Linked DNA regions of Mus musculus: all the other regions are linked to region 4. The links are chromatin contacts, called in public ChIA-PET, Hi-C, HiChIP or PLAC-seq and promoter capture Hi-C maps. All regions are on one chromosome and are shown on one strand. Each heading gives the region's core, a stretch centred on a gene start, on an enhancer-like site or on the middle of the called end of the contact. The rest is flanking DNA. Distances are from core to core; before and after follow the strand shown.

Region 1 (2,790 bases), core at 206-2,705, 840 kb before region 4:
AAACTCCTTGGAGATCAGGGAAAAGTGTTCAAGATGAAACTCGATTGAGCTCATGGTAACTGCCGGCTCATGGCGCCAGTCTCTCCATGCCCACTCTGTGCCTTCCATGTAACCCCAAACAGGAGGCTCCCAAGGCGTCTTTTACCATCTCCTGTCCTCTTGGACTACCTAAAGCCGCCTGTCCCATAGGGAGAAAAACATTTCAAACACCACAGCAAGGGCTCTCTGGCCAGAAACCTCTCATCAGAATTTGTATCGATACGCAACCTAAGCAGGCTTTAAGCTTTGCCTTCCCTTGGATCCAAATCTGTCTTTATTTCTGTGCACCCTCGCCTCTCTCCGTCAGCCTCAGTCTGCCCAGGGCACTTCAGTTACTGAAATGAAATCCCGAGATACCAGAAGTCCTACCCCTAAATTTTTTCTTTCCCAGGTTTGTCCTTCTGGCCATTCTGGGCCTCGGGTCTCCTCCCTAGAATCAGTTCCATCCTAACATGACTGCCCTTGGTCAGTCCCTGATGGGGCAAGACAGAGAGTGGGAGAGGGGATCCCTAAAGGATGAATTCATAGGCACTAATCTACCCTGCTCCAGAAGAAACATCTTCTTCTGAGATTGTCCTTGTGAGGCAATTTCAAGGATTGAGGGATGTCGGTAGGGAGGGGGTCTCAAAGTGGGAACCCAGAAGGAAATGAAGAGGGTCCCAGGCACATCAGGGTGACTGCGTCTTCTAATCTAGTGCTTGTCTTTCTCCCCATGTGTAAACAAACTGGTGCTCAGAAGACCGTCAATGAGTGTCACTGTGTGAATGTCACTGCAAGGGGGAAGGGCTGGAATCAGGAGTAACTTATCTCTACTGGGAGCAAGGGGCAGTGTCTCTATTCCTGTGTGGGTGGGTGCAGGCTTATGTGTGGTAATTAATTACTCTAGTAACCGGATGAGCCCCATGCAACTGCAGGTCTGCCAAGTGTCATGAGGAGGGGATATCATGGAAGCCCCTTTCTTAGATGGAAGACCCGAGGTGAATAACCTGAGTAAAGTACTCTTGATGAGGGGCCCTTCCCAGGAAAGTCCACTTGGAACTGCCAAGACTGAAGGAGGGAGACCCGGATTGTACTGATAGGGTACAACCAGCTTCCGTAGGGACCAAAGGGTTAGGGGGATCCGATGGATAAGTGGATAGGACCCAGCACTCCTTTATCAGGGCCAGAGTCTTACCTTGGCTCGAAGGTGAAGTGGCTGCTCTGATAAATCGCGGGGCAGCGGGACAGATGAACAGACGGGGCGGGCAGGAGCGGCGAGCGGAGCTGTGCGACAGGCAGGGCCAAGACTCTTAAACCCGGAGCTGGAATCAGATAAGGGTTTGTCCGGGGGCCGGGGCCGGGGTCGGGCCGGCCGGGGGCAGAGTTGGGCCGGGCCGGGCCGCCCCCTCCCTCTGCAGTGCCGAAGCCAAACTTTGTGTGAATGGAGGGGCCCGGCGGGGGTCGGGAGGGCGGAGGCAGAGGGGGGAGCTTGGAGCCGGCCAATGGCAGATCGGAGCGCCAGATCAGCGCCTGGGGATTGGAGAGATTTGGGCAAGGCAAGGGGCGGGGCTTAGGGGATAGGAAGCGCAAACCCAGACGGACTAGGGTGCAGAAACACTCGAAGAACAGAGACCCAGACAGAGTCCCGGAGAAAGAGAGATGAAGAGACGATACGCGTAGCGATAGAAGCCGAGCTGGCAAGATGACAGGGGGGAAGAGAAAGAAGAAAAGTGAGGCGGCCGTGTCAGAATGGAGGAACCAGGACGAGGGCCGCGGGGGCGGGACTGGGCCCCAGTTAATGAGGTGGAAATGAATTCAGGACGGGCTGCGACTGGGACCGAGACTGTGGCAGACTTGGCCTGGGTTCCTGGGGCTACAGGGCTCTGGCATCCTGTACAATTTCCAAGTTATTCGCTGTTCCCTGTGTAGAGAGTGCGGCGTGGGGTGCAAAAGAGGACCAAACATCATCTCCATCTGCAGCAACTTCTCCTGCAAGGAAAAATAAGCCGCAGTACGGTGCAAAGTGTGGGAGACATCCAAAGCTGTGGAAGAAGAAGGAAGGGTCACTATTTAGGGGGTTCCCCACAAATGTTCGAGGAAAGAGATAACGTCTACGTAGGTTCTAGGAATGCAGGAGGCCCAGGTCCAAGGAGATGGCAGAAAGAATACTGATGACAGAGGAACTGCCATTGTGAAGTCCTGTGGGAACACAGACACATCAGCTTAGGAAATAGCGTCAAACTCTTCCCATCCACTATGTACTCTCATTATCTGATCTGTTTTGAGTGATTTGTACCCTCTATCTGATGCATGGCATACACTAAAGAAGAAAATAAAGACGTCCCACTTTTATTCATAACAGACATTGAACTACATATCAATAGACTGCTTTACTTACTGTGTTAATATAAATTCAGGATTGAAAGCAGGGAAACTATATATATTTTAGTTTAGCTTAAAACTCTCAAAATGCATAAGATGAAGAATACATGTGCCTTTTGAAAAGGCCTCTTTGGGGCTGAGGGTGTTGTAGCTGAGAGGTAGAATGCTTGTCTTGGGTTCCATTCATCACCAGCACAGAAAGAAGAATGGGAGGGGGGAGGAGGGAGGGAGAAAGAGAGGGAGGGAGAGAAGAAGGGAGGAAGGAAAGGAAGGAAGGAAGGAAGGAAGGAAGGAAGGAAGGAAGGAAGGAAGGAAGGAAGGAAGGAAGGAAGGAAGGAAGGAAGAAGGAGAGAGGGAGAAAGGGAAAAACAGAGAAGTAGGCAAGGAACT
Region 2 (2,709 bases), core at 158-2,657, 640 kb before region 4:
TGCGGAAACAGGGGTAACAATTGTTGAGTTTAGCGGTCTGCACTTTCGCATGAGGAAAGGGTCTTGAATTGAGGAATTAAACGCCTTCAATGCCACTCACCTTCCTGCTTTTATCGCCGACCGAAGTCAGGCCCAAGATCCTGAGAAAACTGGTCTGGAGGTTCGCTGAAGAACTGAGAAAAGTGAAAGTTTACATGGCAAAGGCGTCTCTTCTGAAAGTAGCCAAAATATTTATGACCACACTTTAATGTTTTTTTTTTTAAAGTCTCCTCACAACTATTTAAAACCAAAACAACTTACCTAACTCAATTCTGACTACTGAACAAAACCCATGCCCGTAATGGAAACACAAAGGATTAACACAAGATTTAAACGCCAGGCAAAGTTATCTCCCAGCTCCACCAAGGCTAAAGAGTCACTTATGAGGAAAACCTGTATCTTTTCAACTCTTAAACCAAACCACCCGTCTCAAGCAAACTCCGGAGCAGGGGGGGGGAGGGGAGAATCCGCGGGAGAATGTGATCGCTCTAGTGCGGGTTTGTTTACAGACTACACCAACAATCATGAGTCAGAAATTCAAGCCGCCAGATGCTTTCCAACTAATAAGGACCAAGCGGGACCGTTCTAAGGTGTCCTAAAAGATTTCGGGACACGGGGAGGGGAAGTACATTAAGAGAACTAGATCACAAAGCATTCAAGAACAGACTGCCAGTTTCTTGGACCTCGGCCTTCCGTACGAGGTGCTGGGCCTGAGATCTTGGGATGGGGGAAGGGGGCACACTGCGCGGTGGCCCTGAAGTGACTAGGAGACGCCAACAGAGCCGGGTCCCCAAATTATAAAGGGAGAAATGAGAGTTTACGAATGGGTCACCGGACGAACGAGAAGCCCCTGTGAGTCATGGGGTTGGCCCTAGGGGGCAACCCCGTGGACCGACCCGGGCAGAGGACGAGTCCTCCCAGCACCGACTCGGAGGAGGGGAGTAAGACTTAAAGTCCGGGAGTTTTAGGAAAGGGATCGGGCCTGTCCTGCGGGGAAGCGGTCAGGGAGAGGGGGGAACAGGCCGAGCCGGACGAAACACGGACCCGGTAGGTCAAGGGGAGGGCGTCCGGCTGGGGCAGTTACAAGCACGGGAGCTGGCGAGGCCCGGCAGCCCGCTTCCCATCTAGGGTCATCCTTCTGCCAGCGGATGCTCCGACTGTTCCAGGCCCAGCCGCCCCGTCCACTGCCGCCACCAACGCCGCCGCCATCTTACACTGGCCAGCGGCAGCCACCACCACCGTCTCGGGTCTCCGCGCCTGCGCCTGCGCCGTCACGCTTTCCGGCGGGGTTTGCGACGCTGTGCTGGAGGAGACTGAGCGAGAGCGGTCCCGCGAGCTCTGGGCTCCCAACCCTCCCGGTGGCCGCACAAGGGGCGGAGCCTCGGGCCAACCGAAGCCGCGAGGGGCGCGTGCGCGGGGCGGAGGAGTCAAGTTGTTTTCGTACTTTGAGAGTGATGGCTTGTCTCCTGGTATTCAAAACACATGCGATCTAGGGGCTCCTTGGAGTTGTGCCGGAAAATGAACCTCATTCCAAAGGCTCTGGCAGGCAAACTTCTAGGTGTCCTCCAGGCCTGAGGTTCTAATTCTTGCCATATTTTTTTGTTTGTTTGTTTCCTTGTTTAAAGAAAAACCCCTTTCTCCTTTCAGGCTCAAAGCTGCATTTCCTTCAATGGCTTCTTAAGAGGCCTTCTGCCAGCACCCATTTGTCCATTTGTTTAAAAGAGTCACTAAGGTTTGGGGATGTTGGAATGCTTCCTAAGGGTCTAAAAGTTTTAAAAGTTTGATCCCCACACCTGGGGGTGGGAGTGACACGGCTTAGAAACAGGATTTATTTATTCATTTGAAACAGGATCTTTCTACCCGGGCTGTCCTGGAACTGTAGATCTCACAGAGATCACCCACCTGCCTCTGCCTCTCAGGCGCTGGGATTAGGATTAAAGGCGCTCAACGCTGCAGAGTTTAATTTTTTAAATGAGCATACAAACTAACAGGTTACAAACTAGCACTCAGGAGGCTGAGACAGGATATACACAAGTTGGAGGTCAACCTAGAACAACGGATAGTAAGTTCGGGGCTAGAATAAGTCCTTCCCCGATCCCCAACACACACACACACACACACACACACACGCAATAGGTTTCCATGTGGCATTTTCATATGTATGTGTCATGCCTGTTTCTTCATGGCCCCCTTCCCACTCATTTTCCCCTTCTTGGTTACCTTCCTCCAATAACTACCACTAAGTTTTGTGACTAGTGTATACTCCATTCTCTTTTCTTAGCTTTCCTTCAACTCTCTTTATATCTCTTCCTTGCCTCTCAGTCTCCTGTCTACTTTGTTGTTAAATATGAATACGTGTGTGTAATTAATAGACATATGTATACATGAACTTAAATCCAGATTCTGCATATGGGAGAGGACATGCCATATTTGTCTTTCTGAGTCTAACTTATGTTGTTTATAATCTGCAAATACTATTTCATTCTTCATAGTTGATGGATCCTATTGTGTATATATTCTATATTTTCTTTAATTCATTCATCTGTTGATAAATATCTAGGTTTATTCATAATTTAGCTGTTGTGAAAATACAGCTAAAACATGGATACGCCACATAACTCTGCAGGTTGCTGGTTTTAGGTAACCTCTGTACACTACTTTCTGCTGACA
Region 3 (2,700 bases), core at 198-2,697, 640 kb after region 4:
ACACTCAACATATATATTTACAAACAGGTTTAAACATGGTAAAAGTAAATATAAAAAATGGACTAAAGGCTGGGCGGTGGTGGTACACGCCTTTAATCTCAGCACTCGGGAGGCAGAGGCAGGCGGATTTCTGAGGCTACAGAGTTCCAGGACAGCCAGGGCTACACAGAGAAATCCTGTCTCGAAAAAAAAATTTTTTTTTTAAAATTTATATATATATAATTCCAACGACGAAAGGAATGTCATTTGTCGTAGGGGGACTTCAGAATCGCGAGTGTGCGTGTGTTCGTGTATGTATGCATGTATGTGCACGCGCGTGCTGCGTATTGCACATGCATGTGTGTATGTATGTGTGTATGTATGTGTGTGTATGTATATATGTATGTATGTGCGCGCGGGCGGTGCATTGCACGTGTGTATGCGGGTGTGGTCCCAGCCGGACTTCACGAATTCTGACCTGGCTTTCCTCTCACCTTGTTGCATTCCGCAATCGCAATCGGTAGTAACCGCAGCCACGAGGAGCTCGGAGGATTCTGGGAAGCATTTATGTTTGTTTGTAACCATGGGAAAAGTTCCTCTCGGTCCTAGAGGGATCCGTGTTCATTCACCGTCTGGGTTTGAATGCAGTCCCTGGCTACTGAAATCGAGTAAAACCGAAAAGTAAACAACACTAAGTAGGTTCTCGAAACTGTTGTTTCAAATTGCTCACATTTTCCAGTTGGAATCCGTGATGCATGATTCTTCTCTAAAAATATTTAGAATTTTGGATTTTAGTAATAAGAGATTGACAGCTTATTGCGAGTTTTAGAAACTCTTCTTTAGGAGGTAAGTGCGGACATGGAGAATTTATCTTATATATTTTCTTTGTTTAAATTTGTTTGAAGGTGGGTTTTCTACAAGTATTATTTGTGAGAAAGTTTACCTCGGATTCTGTCCCAGTAAAGGAGTGGTTCTAACACATGTCGGAAATTTGTATTTTTCTTTATTTACCGTGTACGTGGAAAATTTTTACAGCGATTGAAAAGCATTTATAAATACAGAATCAGGTTTACTGTCAATTTCTAATTTCGTTCTGAGATGTCTATATCGTAGTATTAAGCACAAAGAACAAGCCACTATGATCAGGAGACTTTTCAGTTTTAGTACTATCAGCGAATTTTAACAAAGCGGTAAAATCTGCGTGCTCTTCGCTCAATTTAAAAAAAAAAAGAGAGAGAGGGAGAGAGAAACAAAAAAGAACAACCACAAAACCCCACAGCGGGACAGAAAGTGCTGAAATCCTCGTAGGGAAATATTTACTCACAAGTCTATTGAGTTTGCTTATCTGCTGACGTCTCCTTAGCTTTGGATCCCAGTTCCCGCGTGCGGTGAGATAGTTTGCCTCCGCCCGGCCACCGTCCGTGTCAGCGTTCAGCTTATTTTGTCCTCCGGCCGCCGCCGTTTCAGGTTACTCACCCATCCGAGTTGTGAGGGAGAGGTGTCTGTTTCGGGGAAGCCGGCTTGTGTTGCCGGCGCCATGGAGTCGCCTTTTAGTCCGGTTCTTCCTCATGGACCAGATGAAGACTGGGGTGAGTGGATCTGCGAATGTACCCGAGCTAGGTCGGGCCGCGTCTGCGGGTTTTTTTCTCCTCCCGATTTCCGCCCGGTGGCGGTGACAGGTGTGGACGACCCGTGTCCGGGGAGCGAGGCCACGGGTTGAGGGTCGTAGAAGAGGCTGGCAGAGCCTCTGGGCTTCTGTCCTGGCCGTAGCAATAATGGAATGATGTTCTAATTGAAATTGCTGTAGTTTTTCAGCGTGTGTTCCTGGTGGAAATTCCAGGTGATCGTGAGGGACCAGAACTTAGTAGGATGATGATTGTAGCTGCCCCAAAGGCTCCAAGCTATTTTCTCAGACTGTGGGCGTGTGGCTGGGGAGCGCTGAGTGTGTGTGTGTGTATGTGTGTGTGTGAGTGTGTGTGTGTGTGTGTGTGTGCGCGCGCGCGCACTGAACGTGTACGAGATATGTTGAGAAAACTTGGTTAAAATACAGAAGAAAATCCTTGGCTCCCAGCTTGAACTGTTGGTTTAAGACATAGATCCAAATTGGCAAAGAAGAAACTCTCCCAAGCACCTGACCTCGTGTCCCTGATTACTAGATCTAACACAAACTGATGTAATCCTGACTGCTGTCCAAACACAGCTCTGAAATCTCTTGTTAAGTCTATTTTTAGTGTTCAGGAAGGATGGACCAGAGAATGACAAGGAACAAGCTTTGGCATCCAAATCCTTAGAGAAAGCTGATAGTCCCTTCTCGATTTCAAGACAGAATGTTAACAGGATTATGTGTGTTAATATGTGAATGGAGTTCTGTAGGTGGCTCAATGGATCCTGTAGTGAGACTACATTGTCCTTCAGTTTTGGGGACACTTTTTTTTCATGGACTAACATTCCACTATAACATGAGTGGGCCCTCAACTAGGAAGTGTTGGAATCCTAGTTTAATTTAACAGTGGCAGATGCTCTCTACAATTACAATCTATAAAAGGTTTATTTTAATCTTTGGGCCGATTTTGACAACTTTCTGGAAAAAAAAAACCTTTAAATGTTCATTCTCCAGTTCATTTCCCCAGCTAAATGCTTTTGTTATAGTAACAGCAGTCACTTGTTTAGGACTTTATTTTGCTAAGCACACTACATGTGTTATTTATGTTATGTTCATAA
Region 4 (2,700 bases), core at 40-2,539:
AAAGGCAAGGTTTTTTCAATTCTTGTTTTATTCTTACATGATGGAGCTGAGAATGAAACCCACTTCTTCATGCATGCTAGTCAGTCATGTGTTCTGTCCATAAAAGTCATATTGTAATTTGTAATTTTTCTTTTTCTTTTTTAATTTTTCCAGTTCTACACACATTTCTATTTTATTATGACAAAGGTGAAAATGCCACCTTCTCCACAACAGCACCCAGGAAAACTTATCCCAAAAAATAACTCAGTACAAAACAGGTCTGTTTCAGAATTTAAAAAAAAAAAAAAAAAAAAACTTTACATGAGTTTTTAGATCCTATTTTAAAACAGGAAGTAAAAAGAAACAAAAAACCAAATTCACCATTGTCTGCACAGTCCAGTTGCCTACCCTCCCTCTAAGGCATCACAGACGAGGCGTCTGGGTCCCGGTTCTTGTGCGGATTTGTTCGGTTGTTTAGCTGGTGTCCCTCCTTGCATTGTAAGCATCCAGCTGTGCGTCCAACTCCTCTGCAGAAAGCTGCTGCTGCTTTGAGTTCCTGCCAGTGCCTCTACCCCTTCCCTGGCTGCCGCGGCCACCAAAGCCTCCAGAGCCACGGCTCCTTGTCATGCCGCCTCTGTTTCCGCTTTGTGCAGGTCTTCGCTGTGGATCGATCTGTGACGTGACAAGCTGGATGTCCATAGGGCGGCCATCCAAAGGGACGCCCTTGTACTGCTTCATAGCCTTCAGGGCATCTGCCCTCCGTTCAAAGTGTACATCCGCCGTCCCTAAACTTCGTCCAGAGCGATCGTAGTCCACAGCGGCTTTTTTCAACGTTCCAAATTCAGCAAAGAGTTCCTGAATGTCAGCATCTGACACCCCGAAGTCCAGGTTTGACACGAGCAGCTTGGCACCGGTCTCCACGCCTTCCCCACCCCCGCAGCCGCTGTCGAATAGGTCGTGCTGCCACTTGTCCGGAAGTGGTTTCGGTCTACTGTACGGTGCCGGCCGGTTCCTGCCGCCGCGGGCGATGGCGGGCCGGTTCCTCCTAGGCCCGCCGCCTCGATTCACCCGGCGCTGGTTACGGTTCAGCTTAATGATGTCGTCCAAAGACATGTCCATCTTGTCGGCCATGGCGGGCGCGGATCCGGGCCTGACTGGCCCGGCCCTCGCGGTGCAGACCAGAAAGTACTCAAATTCAATGATTCCCCCGCCTTGACTCCGCCTCTCCGACCGGTGCTGGAATCACAAGCGCACCAAAATCACACTTGGAAATTGGAAGTCTGTGCGCTTGTGAATCTGGCTTTCGCTCTGACCCCTGGTGGCCGCCCAGCGCCTAGAGACATCTGGGACAAATTCGAGGCACTTCCGGAAACCGAGCGGGCCACGCGGCTTCTCCGCGATATTTGCATACCCACAATGCAGTGCACACAGATGGTTGTATAATTTAAAAGGGTAGCGTGTTGTTTTCGTTGTTCTGTTTTATTCCTTTTATTCCTTAATGTGATAGAACCTTCAAAGATTTATCTGATATAATAAAGTAGTCAGTGTCTTTAGGAGTAAATAGTCACCATTAGTTGTCTAGGAAATACAGTCGGCCGAGAACTGTACACTAGGACAGCTGGGTATACTCTGGTTTCTCTTCAGATCGTATAAATCTTTCGCCTTTTACTAAAGATTTCCGTGGAGAGGAACAATTCTGAGTCTTACACTAATTTTTTGAGGCCTTGCTTTAGCAAGGCTATTAATAATGTTTAAAGTTAGAATTAACAGTCTTTATTGTGTGCTCTATGTATTTTTTTGTCTTCAGTGTTAACCAAAGTTAGAATTAACAGTCTTTATTGTGTGCTCTATGTATTTTCTTGTCTTCAGTGTTAACCACTGTAAGGTAAAAATGGCTTGAGCTTAGGCTAAAGAGACAGCTCATTGGTTAAAAGGGCTCAGTCGCATGGCGTTGTGTCTCATAACCGATAAAGTAAATAAGCCTTTAAAAGCAAATACTAAGTTTTTGTGGGAAGTCTGTAGACATGTTATTTATTAAGCTGTTTTTTATCTAGCTGCGTTATGTTGTGGTCTCAGTGAACATATGTATAAACCATTATTTTTAATATTTTATTTAAGTGCAAGGTGGTTATGGACTTAAGGCACGTACAATTTTCTAGCAAGATGGCTAACCCAGCTCTGTAGCTGAGGAAGAACTAGCGCCCCCTTCTGACTTCCATCAGTGCCAAGCAACGCTCAGATACGCAGGCAAAATATTCATACAAATAAAGGCAGATACATTCTAAAAAATAAATGCAGCCACTCGAGCAGAAGGGACAGGTTACCCTCAGAGCTGTGGGAGGGGCTAGACTATGATGCAATTCCCCATCTCCCCCCAGTCCCTCCCCCCCCAAAAAAATGAAAACTACTCTCCCACCCAAGACCTTTCCCTTAAGGACAGAGACTGTCCCTTTGAAATACCTCAGTCTCCTTATAGCTAAAATACCTCAGTAATAAGAACAGGTAACAAGGGGGCTGGAGAGATGGCTCAGTGGTTAAGAGCACCGACTGCTCTTCCGAAGGTCCGAAGTTCAAATCAGCAACCACATGGTGGCTCACAACCATCCGTAATGAGATCTGACTCCCTCTTCTGGTGTGTCTGAAGACAGCTACAGTGTACTTAGATATAATAATAAATAAATCTTAAAAAAAAAAAAAAAGAACAGGTAACAAAGTGGCAGG
Region 5 (2,700 bases), core at 35-2,534, 620 kb after region 4:
CTCTGCTGTAAACTTCTATTTCAATTTATGATTTGATTTTTTGTGTGAACTTGTGATGAACTTGTAACATGTGATCATGTATTCTGGAAGACGTATAAGTACCAAGGACAAAGAGACACGAAAGAATCATAGAGAACTAAGATCAATGGAGAGCTAAGATCAATAGAGGAGACTTTTTTGCCTTTCCCCACTTAGACTAGATTCTTTTCCCTTTCCCCACTTAGAGAATTTTTCCCTTTACCCACTCAGGATCTTTCTGCTTTTCCCCTTAGATAGCTTTCATAGGAAACTTTTTACAACTTGGTAATAAACTCTATAATTATTTATCTAAGTGTCTTCTCTTCCTGAGACCGGACTAGCAGGCTGAAAGTTAGAGCCCAGCAGTTCCTGCTGAGATAGACATATCTATCTATCTCTCTTGTGGCTTGAAGAAGAGGTGCTAGTTGCCAGAAACTGTAGTTTCTGGCCTCAGAGGATCACAGAAGGCAGATCAGCTACAACAGCACGGTAACTTAGGCTTAGATAAGTAAACGCTTTATTATACAGCATCCCTAAATATCTCAACAAAGTCCTACCCTCCGCCTAAGCTCTTCCCTCTCTACCCCAAAAGCCTCAAGAAGAACATCCCACTCCAGAGCTGCCCCCATCTCTCCCTCTCCCTCCCTCCCTCACTTCTCTTTCTGCCGCCACCTCCCTCCCATCCCCCAATAAAATTCTTACACGTGGAACTGTTTGGGCCCAGTGTACTGTGTTCAGACTCGAGCCTCTATTTTAACACATCAGTTATCACAGCTAATATCCACATATAAGCTTATACATACCAGATTTGTCTTTCAGGGTCTGGGTTACCTCACTCAGAATGATTTTTTTTTCCCGAGTTTCATCCATTTATCTGCAAATTTTATTTTTTTTTTTTAAAATGGCTGAGTAATACCTTATTGTGTGAATGTACCACATTTTCTTTATTCAGTCTTCTGTTGTACATCTAGGTTGTTTCCAATTTCTGGCTATTATGAGGCATCAATAGGCAACATGGTTGGGCAAATGTCTCAAATGGTAGGAAGAGTGGCTTTGCTGGATCTTGAGATAGATTCCCATTTTCCTGAGGAACCTCCAAGCTGATTTCCATAGTGACTGTACAAGTTTGTGGTCCTACCAGCAACGGATGAATGGAGACTTTATTTTTCTGCCTTGGACTTTAGAAGGTTGGGTGGAAAAGCTGCTCTAAATGGAGCTTATTTAAGCACACAGCCCGAGCACGGCTCACATCACCTTCCCCAGAAGCAGTCATTTTCCCTATTGCCATGGTCCTCCCACGGCGCTGCTGAGCGGCTGGAGCTATTCCGACACAGGAGTCAGTCACTCTAGCCGGTGACTTGGTGGCGGGCAGCGGCTGCCTGGCTTCCTGGCTCTGCCATGTTGGAAGCGCAGGGTTCTAACCATGGCTGCGAGCGCCAGGCTCCGACTGCCAGTCCCGCCAGCTCGGCAGGGCACGCCGTGGAAGTGCGGCCCGGGCTGTATCTGGGTGGGGCAGCGGCAGTGGCGGAACCGGGCCATCTGAGGGAGGCGGGCATCACCGCCGTGCTGACGGTGGACTCTGAACCGGCTTTCCCGGCTGGGGCTGGGTTCGAAGGTCTCCGGAGCCTCTTCGTGCCGGCGCTGGACAAACCCGAGACCGACCTGCTCAGCCACCTGGATCGCTGCGTGGCCTTCATCGGCCAGGCTCGCTCCGAAGGCCGCGCGGTGTTGGTGCACTGGTGAGTGCCACGTGCAGGGGGGCGGTGCCTTGCACCGGGTCTCGCCTCTCTGCAGAGGCGCCCAAAAGTGGAGGTTCCAGGCTGTCAGAGCCAAGACCCTCGTTCCTCATCTTCCCTTGGGGTGTGTGGTTCCAATGAGGGTTCCAAAACCCGCCCTTGGTTAGTGTTTTGTTTGATTTCATCTTGCAGCAACTGTCTGTCTGTCTGTGCATCCATCTATCCGTCCATTCGTCCATCGTTCTATCTGCTTGTCTATATTTTGGGGGTTAGGTTAAAGTTTATCAGATTTGTAAGAGAAGTCAGACACTCAAGCCGGCGAATGTAATACAGGTCAGATGTATTGGGGTGAAAATACGTGATACTTCCTCGCCCTAAAGGCCACTGTGATTAACAAGGGAAAAACATGTGACTTTTTGTTTTTTGAGACTGGGTCTTACTGTATAGATCTGGCAGGCCTGGAACTCGCTATGTAGAGCAGGCTGGCTTCAAAAAGCACAGATGTCCACCTGCTTCTGTCCAGAGGGCTGCACACCTTGAGTGTGAAACCATGCTGGAGGATTTTTAATCAAAGTTATACGTGACGGGCAAGTTTAGAGAAACATTCACGGACCAAAGGAAAACTGTACTGACTGGTTTTGTGAGTCAACTTGATACAGGCTGGAGTTATCACAGAGAAAGGAGCTTCAGTTGGGGAAGTGCCTCCATGAGATCCAGCTGTGGGGCATTTTCTCAATTAGTGATCAAGGTCCCACCCACCTGGGCTGGTAGTCTTGGGTTCTATAAGAAAGCAAGCCAGGGAAAGCAAGCCAGTAAGGAACATCCCTCCATGGCCTCTGCATCAGCTCCTGCTTCCTGACCTGCTTGGGTTCCAGTCCCGACTTCCTTGGTGATGAACAGCAGCATGGAAGTGTAAGCTGAATAAACCCTTTCCTCCCCAACTTGC
Region 6 (2,700 bases), core at 75-2,574, 870 kb before region 4:
AGGTGTTCTTTCCTTGAAACTCTAGAACATATGCAGGAGCCAGCCATAAGGCCTGTCCTATGAACCAGAACAGTAAGAGGACTACGGCTCTTTTCCAAGGCATCCTCACCAGTGGCATCACCAGAGGCAGAAGGCAGAGATACCAAAGAAAGTACTGAGAGGTGCAGACTTTGTTAAAAGTCACAAAAATGGACGTATGAAGGAAACAGCAGAAGACAAGGTCTCTGTAGTAGGCGAAAGATGCGGCTGACAGCAAGATGAACTGTGGCAGGAACGCCGCAATCCCCAGAGTAAAACTCCACTTGCTCTCGGCAGTCAAATACAGCATATAGAAGTACGGAGAGAAATTATGGCGGATATCCCTCCTAGTTAGGTGATAAAAGTAGGTGTGCTCCAAAAACTCCCAACCGTACTTATAGTAAAAACCGAAGCTCAGGGCAACAAACGTGAGCCCTGCAACTGCTACGAAAAGCAGCACTGCCCAGCTACACAGCCTCCTCAGGAAGTCGTACAAACGAGCCTGGAAAGAGAACCGGGCTTGCCGGAGACGCTCGTCATCGTCGCGCTCGGGCCGCAGATGGAGCGCTATGGGGAGGATGTAGGTCACCGGGTACATCTTCATGTGCACCGCGAAGCCATAGAACACCGCGGCGCACGCGATGAGCCGTTTCTCTATGAAGTACAGGGTCGAGAGAACCAGGGAGGCGACGATGGAGTCCGCGTTGCCCCGGCTGGACACCGCCATGGGCAAAGGGTTGAGAAGCCAGAAGACGCAGTAGCCACAGGCTTGGCGGCGCCCCAGCCCCTTGAGCAGCAGCAGGCGGTACAGGAGGAAGGCGGTGAGGAGATCGCAGCTGATGAAGAGAAACTTGCCGAAGAGTTCGCTGAGGTAGACGTTGGGGGTGAGGAGCCAGCTCAGGAGCGGGGTGTAGCGGTAGGTCGCCCGCAGGTACGGGGAGCGCCCTTCCGTGACGAAGCGCGCGGCGTCCGTGAACACGTGGTAGTCTATGTCGGTGTACCTCACCAGCAGAGTCCGGTCCTGGAAGACACCGTAGAAAACCAGGGCGACCCGGGCCAGGAAGGCCACGCCGAACACCCCGGCGGGCGGCACCCGAAAGTTCAGGATCCATTCCCCCCAGTGCATGGGGTAGCTCATGGTCCGAGTGCGGGCCACCCGCCCGGCCCGGCCCGGCCCCGGGTCCACACTGCGCCCCTCTCGCTAACCGTCCTCGGGCTGACGCCTCTCAGCCGCCGGGAGCATCTCCTCTGCTACAGCACCGACAGGAAGAACCGAGGAATGATCACTTCCGGCACCCCAAGTCCCGCCCCCACGGTACTTCCGGCCTCCAGCCCCGCGCGGGCTCTCAGCTGTCTCCGCGGAACGATTGCCTTCCTCGGGATTGGCTGTCTAGCGTCCGCAGCTTCCTCCGGCGAAGGCGGGATTTCCGGTCCCTTATTGGCGACGCTTCCGCTGTCCGGAAATCCCGGAGTGGCTGAGATGTCGTGGACCTGGGACCTGGGTGAACTTTGTTTTTAGTAACCAGAGCTTCCGCGTTCCCAGCTCAGATCTACGGAGGAGGACGCTGAACACAGTGAGCTGCTACCTGCTGCTACTTACATCCCGCCCAACTGGCTTGGAGGACTGAGAGTGGGAAATACAGATGGAAAGAATAAGCCTAAAATAAAATAGTCTTTTTACCCTGATAAGAAGGTTCCTCCTACCGAAATACGTCTAGATTGTCTCCCCTGGAGTACTGTCAACTCCGTTCTTTTCAAGAACTCTTCAACTAGGTCAAAATCGGCCGTCAACCCACTCCGTTCACCCTACCACTATTAGTTTCTTGCCAAAGACTCCAACTCTTTCATTCTTTTCCTGATTTCTTACTGCACTTATAATTGACTTTTTAAAACTTCATACTCTTTTTTTTTTTTTTTTCTGGTTTTTCGAGACAGGATTTCTCTGTATAGTCCTGGCTGTCTTGGAACTCACTCTGTAGACCAGGCTGGCCTCGAACTCAGAAATTCGCCTGCCTCTGCCTCCCAAGTGGTGGGATTAAAGGCGTGCGCCACCACGCCGGGCCAAGAACTTCATACTTTATTTTACAATGTTTTCAGTTTCAAGTAAATTGTTCGTGAGAGTAGAAAGTATTTCTTTATTTCTTTGTACTTTCTTGTAATGTATTACAGTCTCAGACGCATGGTAACTGACGCAGACTGCCTTGATCTTACAAACTGAGCCTGCCCCTAGGGAATGTCTTCTAGATTACCATAGAAGTGGCTCCATTCGGCCTAGACATCTCTCATCCTACACTTCACATTTATCCTTTGAGTGAGCCGTATTAACCTCTAGTCATAGTCTGGTATGTCTGTGCTTTGATGTAATTACATGGTGTAGATTAATAACTACCTCTATTGGTTTTTTACTATGCATTGCCCATAATATACTGTGATAACACATTACCATTCAAATAACCTTATAACTAAATTGTAGGGTTCTTGAGAGTAGAAAGTATGTATTTCTTTGTACTTCCTTGCATTACAGTTGCAGGCACATGGTAACTGACACAGACTGTCTGGCTTGATCTTAGAAGTCGAGCCTGTCAAGAGTTATTTGAATGATACTGTGTTATCACAGTATACGTGGCCTAAATTATCATAATTGTTATTTGTTAAGGACTTATTCCCAGTTGTCAGACATAC
Region 7 (2,700 bases), core at 189-2,688, 700 kb before region 4:
ACCAGATATCTAATCGACCTAATCACATGTAATGGATAACTAATAGGTAATTGGGTATTAGGTTACATCATAAAAATATTATGGGATTCACTTCATATAGATCAAAAGATACTAGACTACATGTCTTTGATTTTTTTTTTTTGCACCTATCTGGTACCAGTCCCTAAAAACTTTATTATTCCTGATTCTCAGAAGAACCCTATGAAGTGAGACTGGTATCCTCAACTTTATGGACTTAATTTGTCTATGGAAACAGAATAAGTATAAAGTCCACATTCTCTGTGTTTTGCTCTGCCTCATTTGTCTCATGTAAATGTGGTATGTCTATGCAAAAGTGTACAGTCACTCTGTGTCTCAAAGATGGGTCAACATGATAGATTCCGACCCTACAGCGACTCAGAAACAAAAGCAACTTCTGAGGGTATATTAGTTACCCTCAAAGGAGCAATGGGCAGCCATGTGGGGGGTGGGGGTGGGGCTGGGGGTAAGAGGAGCAAAGAGAAGAACTATATATGAAACCTAAGGCACAGGACCAGGACCTGCTCCTCCCAGAAGAAGGGGCTCATCTTAGGCTTCTGGAAGGGTCTCTGATCAGCTGGACCTGAAGGCAAAATGGGGTGTTCCTGGTGGTGTGCAAACATTGAAGCCGTTCTCAGGGTCAGGCACTTGCAGAGCTGAGCTGACGCCCCTCATGGAGGTAGGGTGAAAATCGGATGCTTCTCCAATTCTCCCTCCTCCCTCCTCCCTCTTTCAGCCCGGCTGAGTGAGCCTCTGGAGGAGGAAAGTCCCTGAGGTGTAGGGGAAGTGAGAATTATCACACTGGGCCTAGGCAGAAGGACAGAGCTAGGAGACAGCTAAGTGTGGCTTTGTTGTCTATATTTGCATGCTGAGCTCATGGCTTTTTTCCTCCAGAAAATAAAATTACATCATAGTGTGTGGGGGTGTGGGGGTGCGTGTGTGGGGGTATATTTGGGAAAGGCAGGAGGTGCTCAGGGGTCCAGCTGCTATTATACACAAGAGCTCATGGCCCCGGGCCAAGTAAAAGAGATTTCCCTGTTGCTGCCTGCCCCTGTCCCATTTTTATTCCTAGCGTGGATAAACTTGACCGTTTCCTACTGAGTCTCTGATCTATAAGGCTAGGAAATAGGATTTCTAAATACCAAAGCGAAGTAGCTAAGAGAACCCAGAGGCCATAGGTCTTCCAAATCCCCCAATCCAAATTGATCTGCCTTCCAGGGGTCCTGGCCATCGTGACCAACCAAAGGTCAGAGGGCAGGAAAGTGACCCATTAGGAAAAAAACGAGGATCTTCTCACAGTTTAAGGGGAAGAGTCCATATTCCATCCCAGTCCTGCCCCCATCCTAGGAGCCTTCCAGAACCCCAGTCCCCAGTCCCTGTCCCCTCCTGCTTCCCCTCCCCCTTTCCTCCCCGCTCCCCGCCCCCCGCCCCTCCCCGGCTCTGACATCACCGGCCAGTCGGGTGGGGTGAGGCGGTGCTGGGCTCAAGCTCTGCTCCACGGGCGGAAGAGGCGGCGGCGGCAGGATCGGCGGCAGCGGTGGCAGGAGCCAAGGAGCAGGCTCCAGACGCTGCTTAGGAACCGGGGACCCGGGAGTGCCCGCACCCTGAGCTCTCAGCTCCGGAGGCGGTGAGAGGGGCAGAGGGAAGATGTGTCGTGGGGAGGAGGTAGATTGGGGATCTGGGTTTGGAGGGTCACGATCCCGGACGCAGGGGACAAATAGGGGAGCTTGAGGATTCAGACAGGTCCACGGTGTCAGGCTCCATGGGGTCCTTCTCTGTCCATGCATCCAGAGACTGGAGAGTGTCACAGGCAGCGTGGCTTCATCCGCCCATTCCGTGCTGAACAGCAGTTTGGGAGTCCGACGGGGCCTGGGGATTAGGATGTAGCCTGCTTCCCGCCCAGCCGGCCGAGCCAGGCCAGCTCCCGCCCCTCCCTCCTCGCTTTAGCTTCGGACTCGCCTCTGCAGGCGTCCAGGCTCAGCTCAGCCCTGCTTCAGTTCCTCCGGCAGCAGGCAACTGGTCTGGGTACTCTCACACCCAGTTTACTGCATCTGAGGAGAGTGGGATTGGTGGAAGCTTGCCCAGAGGAAAGGGGCTGGGGATACATAGGAATGATGTAGCCAATATAAAGACACTAATTTTTAAAACAATCCTTGTCAAAACCGACAGGGACAGAAACACACCTTTAAGAAAAAAAAAAAGACAGCCAACCACACAGTGACACACACCCATGTGACTTACACACATCCTCTCATACAAACCAAATCACAACACCCCTGCACTAGGCATCCACCCACCCACCACAACCCGTTTGTTACCTCCCATGTGGAGTCTCCTTGACCAGCATCAGTCTTAACACGAATGTTCAGTAGTGGGTGGAAAGGACCACTGTCCACAAACACACCCAGATTTTACAGTTTTAGTGGGCAATACCTCAAGGACTGGTGAGCCTGTGCTCTTACCTGGGTGAGGGGCTTCTTGTGACCTTTGTTGCTGACTGCCAGTTTAGAGCATAGGGTACCTGGGAGTGGCTAGAGCCTGGACATCAATATGGCCAAAGGATGGAGGAAGGAGTAGAAGCCAGGGAGAGGGTGAAAAGAATGAGTCAGCCAAGGATGGAACCCAAGTCAGGGGGAGAGAGAATGAGAGGAATGTGTGAGAAGACAGGGAGAGCTGACCAGA

Evidence for each region. Hi-C and Micro-C count contacts between places; a contact is called where the count stands out from the background. ChIA-PET counts read pairs in DNA pulled down with a chosen protein or histone mark. HiChIP or PLAC-seq counts read pairs in DNA pulled down with a chosen protein or histone mark. Capture Hi-C pulls out chosen DNA fragments and counts their contacts.
Region 1: a contact with region 4 is called in a promoter capture Hi-C map of adipose tissue. The contact joins the promoter of Kcnj10 here to the promoter of Alyref2 in region 4. A contact is called at or near these places in 2 of 39 promoter capture datasets (embryonic stem cells and liver), 3 of 115 datasets of contacts at active chromatin or transcription factors (embryonic stem cells, large pre-B cells and pro-B cells) and 1 of 9 other capture datasets (adipose tissue).
Region 2: an RNA polymerase II HiChIP or PLAC-seq map of embryonic stem cells shows a contact between it and region 4, with 10 read pairs. The contact joins the promoter of Dcaf8 here to the promoter of Alyref2 in region 4. A contact is called at or near these places in 2 of 115 datasets of contacts at active chromatin or transcription factors (bone marrow-derived macrophages and embryonic stem cells).
Region 3: a contact with region 4 is called in an H3K4me3 HiChIP or PLAC-seq map of the SCID.adh cell line, with 12 read pairs. The contact joins the promoter of Atf6 here to the promoter of Alyref2 in region 4. A contact is called at or near these places in 1 of 484 Hi-C or Micro-C datasets (uterus), 1 of 115 datasets of contacts at active chromatin or transcription factors (the SCID.adh cell line) and 1 of 9 other capture datasets (liver).
Region 5: a contact with region 4 is called in a Hi-C map of the N1E-115 cell line, with 2.6 times the contacts expected there. The contact joins the promoter of Dusp12 here to the promoter of Alyref2 in region 4. A contact is called at or near these places in 2 of 39 promoter capture datasets (hippocampal neurons and pre-B cells), 5 of 484 Hi-C or Micro-C datasets (the N1E-115 cell line, the P5424 cell line, embryonic stem cells and 1 more), 2 of 115 datasets of contacts at active chromatin or transcription factors (the SCID.adh cell line and embryonic stem cells) and 1 of 9 other capture datasets (liver).
Region 6: an RNA polymerase II ChIA-PET map of memory CD8 T cells shows a contact between it and region 4, with 17 read pairs. The contact joins the promoter of Pigm here to the promoter of Alyref2 in region 4. A contact is called at or near these places in 1 of 39 promoter capture datasets (liver), 2 of 484 Hi-C or Micro-C datasets (muscle stem cells and rod photoreceptor), 1 of 115 datasets of contacts at active chromatin or transcription factors (memory CD8 T cells) and 1 of 9 other capture datasets (liver).
Region 7: a contact with region 4 is called in an RNA polymerase II ChIA-PET map of memory CD8 T cells, with 27 read pairs. The contact joins the promoter of Pea15a here to the promoter of Alyref2 in region 4. A contact is called at or near these places in 3 of 115 datasets of contacts at active chromatin or transcription factors (effector CD8 T cells, extraembryonic endoderm stem cells and memory CD8 T cells).

Annotation. Positions count from the first base shown.
Region 1 is chr1:172,339,875-172,342,664 of GRCm38.p6, reverse strand. Kcnj10 (potassium inwardly-rectifying channel, subfamily J, member 10) reads right to left here and starts at 1,455. Exons shown (of 2, transcript NM_001039484.1): 1 at 1,214-1,455.
Region 2 is chr1:172,146,713-172,149,421 of GRCm38.p6, reverse strand. It overlaps Dcaf8 (DDB1 and CUL4 associated factor 8), which reads right to left and starts at 1,407. Exons shown (of 14, transcript NM_001357204.1): 1 at 1,084-1,407; 2 at 101-173.
Region 3 is chr1:170,866,518-170,869,217 of GRCm38.p6, reverse strand. It overlaps Atf6 (activating transcription factor 6), which reads left to right and starts at 1,447. Exons shown (of 16, transcript NM_001081304.1): 1 at 1,447-1,568. The coding sequence starts at 1,517. It overlaps Gm9929 (a long non-coding RNA gene), which reads right to left and starts at 1,388. Exons shown (of 2, transcript XR_003948181.1): 1 at 1,304-1,388; 2 at 1-637.
Region 4 is chr1:171,502,067-171,504,766 of GRCm38.p6, reverse strand. It overlaps Alyref2 (Aly/REF export factor 2), which reads right to left and starts at 1,289. Exons shown (of 1, transcript NM_019484.4): 1 at 17-1,289. The coding sequence starts at 1,110. The coding sequence ends at 454. LOC115487699 (a small nuclear RNA gene) reads left to right here and starts at 1,604; the gene lies at 1,604-1,719.
Region 5 is chr1:170,884,124-170,886,823 of GRCm38.p6, reverse strand. It overlaps Dusp12 (dual specificity phosphatase 12), which reads left to right and starts at 1,284. Exons shown (of 6, transcript NM_023173.2): 1 at 1,284-1,757. The coding sequence starts at 1,417.
Region 6 is chr1:172,375,155-172,377,854 of GRCm38.p6, reverse strand. It overlaps Pigm (phosphatidylinositol glycan anchor biosynthesis, class M), which reads right to left and starts at 1,324. Exons shown (of 1, transcript NM_026234.4): 1 at 1-1,324. The coding sequence starts at 1,156.
Region 7 is chr1:172,205,542-172,208,241 of GRCm38.p6, reverse strand. Pea15a (phosphoprotein enriched in astrocytes 15A) reads left to right here and starts at 1,438. Exons shown (of 4, transcript NM_011063.3): 1 at 1,438-1,645. It overlaps Gm17224 (a long non-coding RNA gene), which reads right to left and starts at 1,259. Exons shown (of 5, transcript XR_865735.3): 1 at 1-1,259.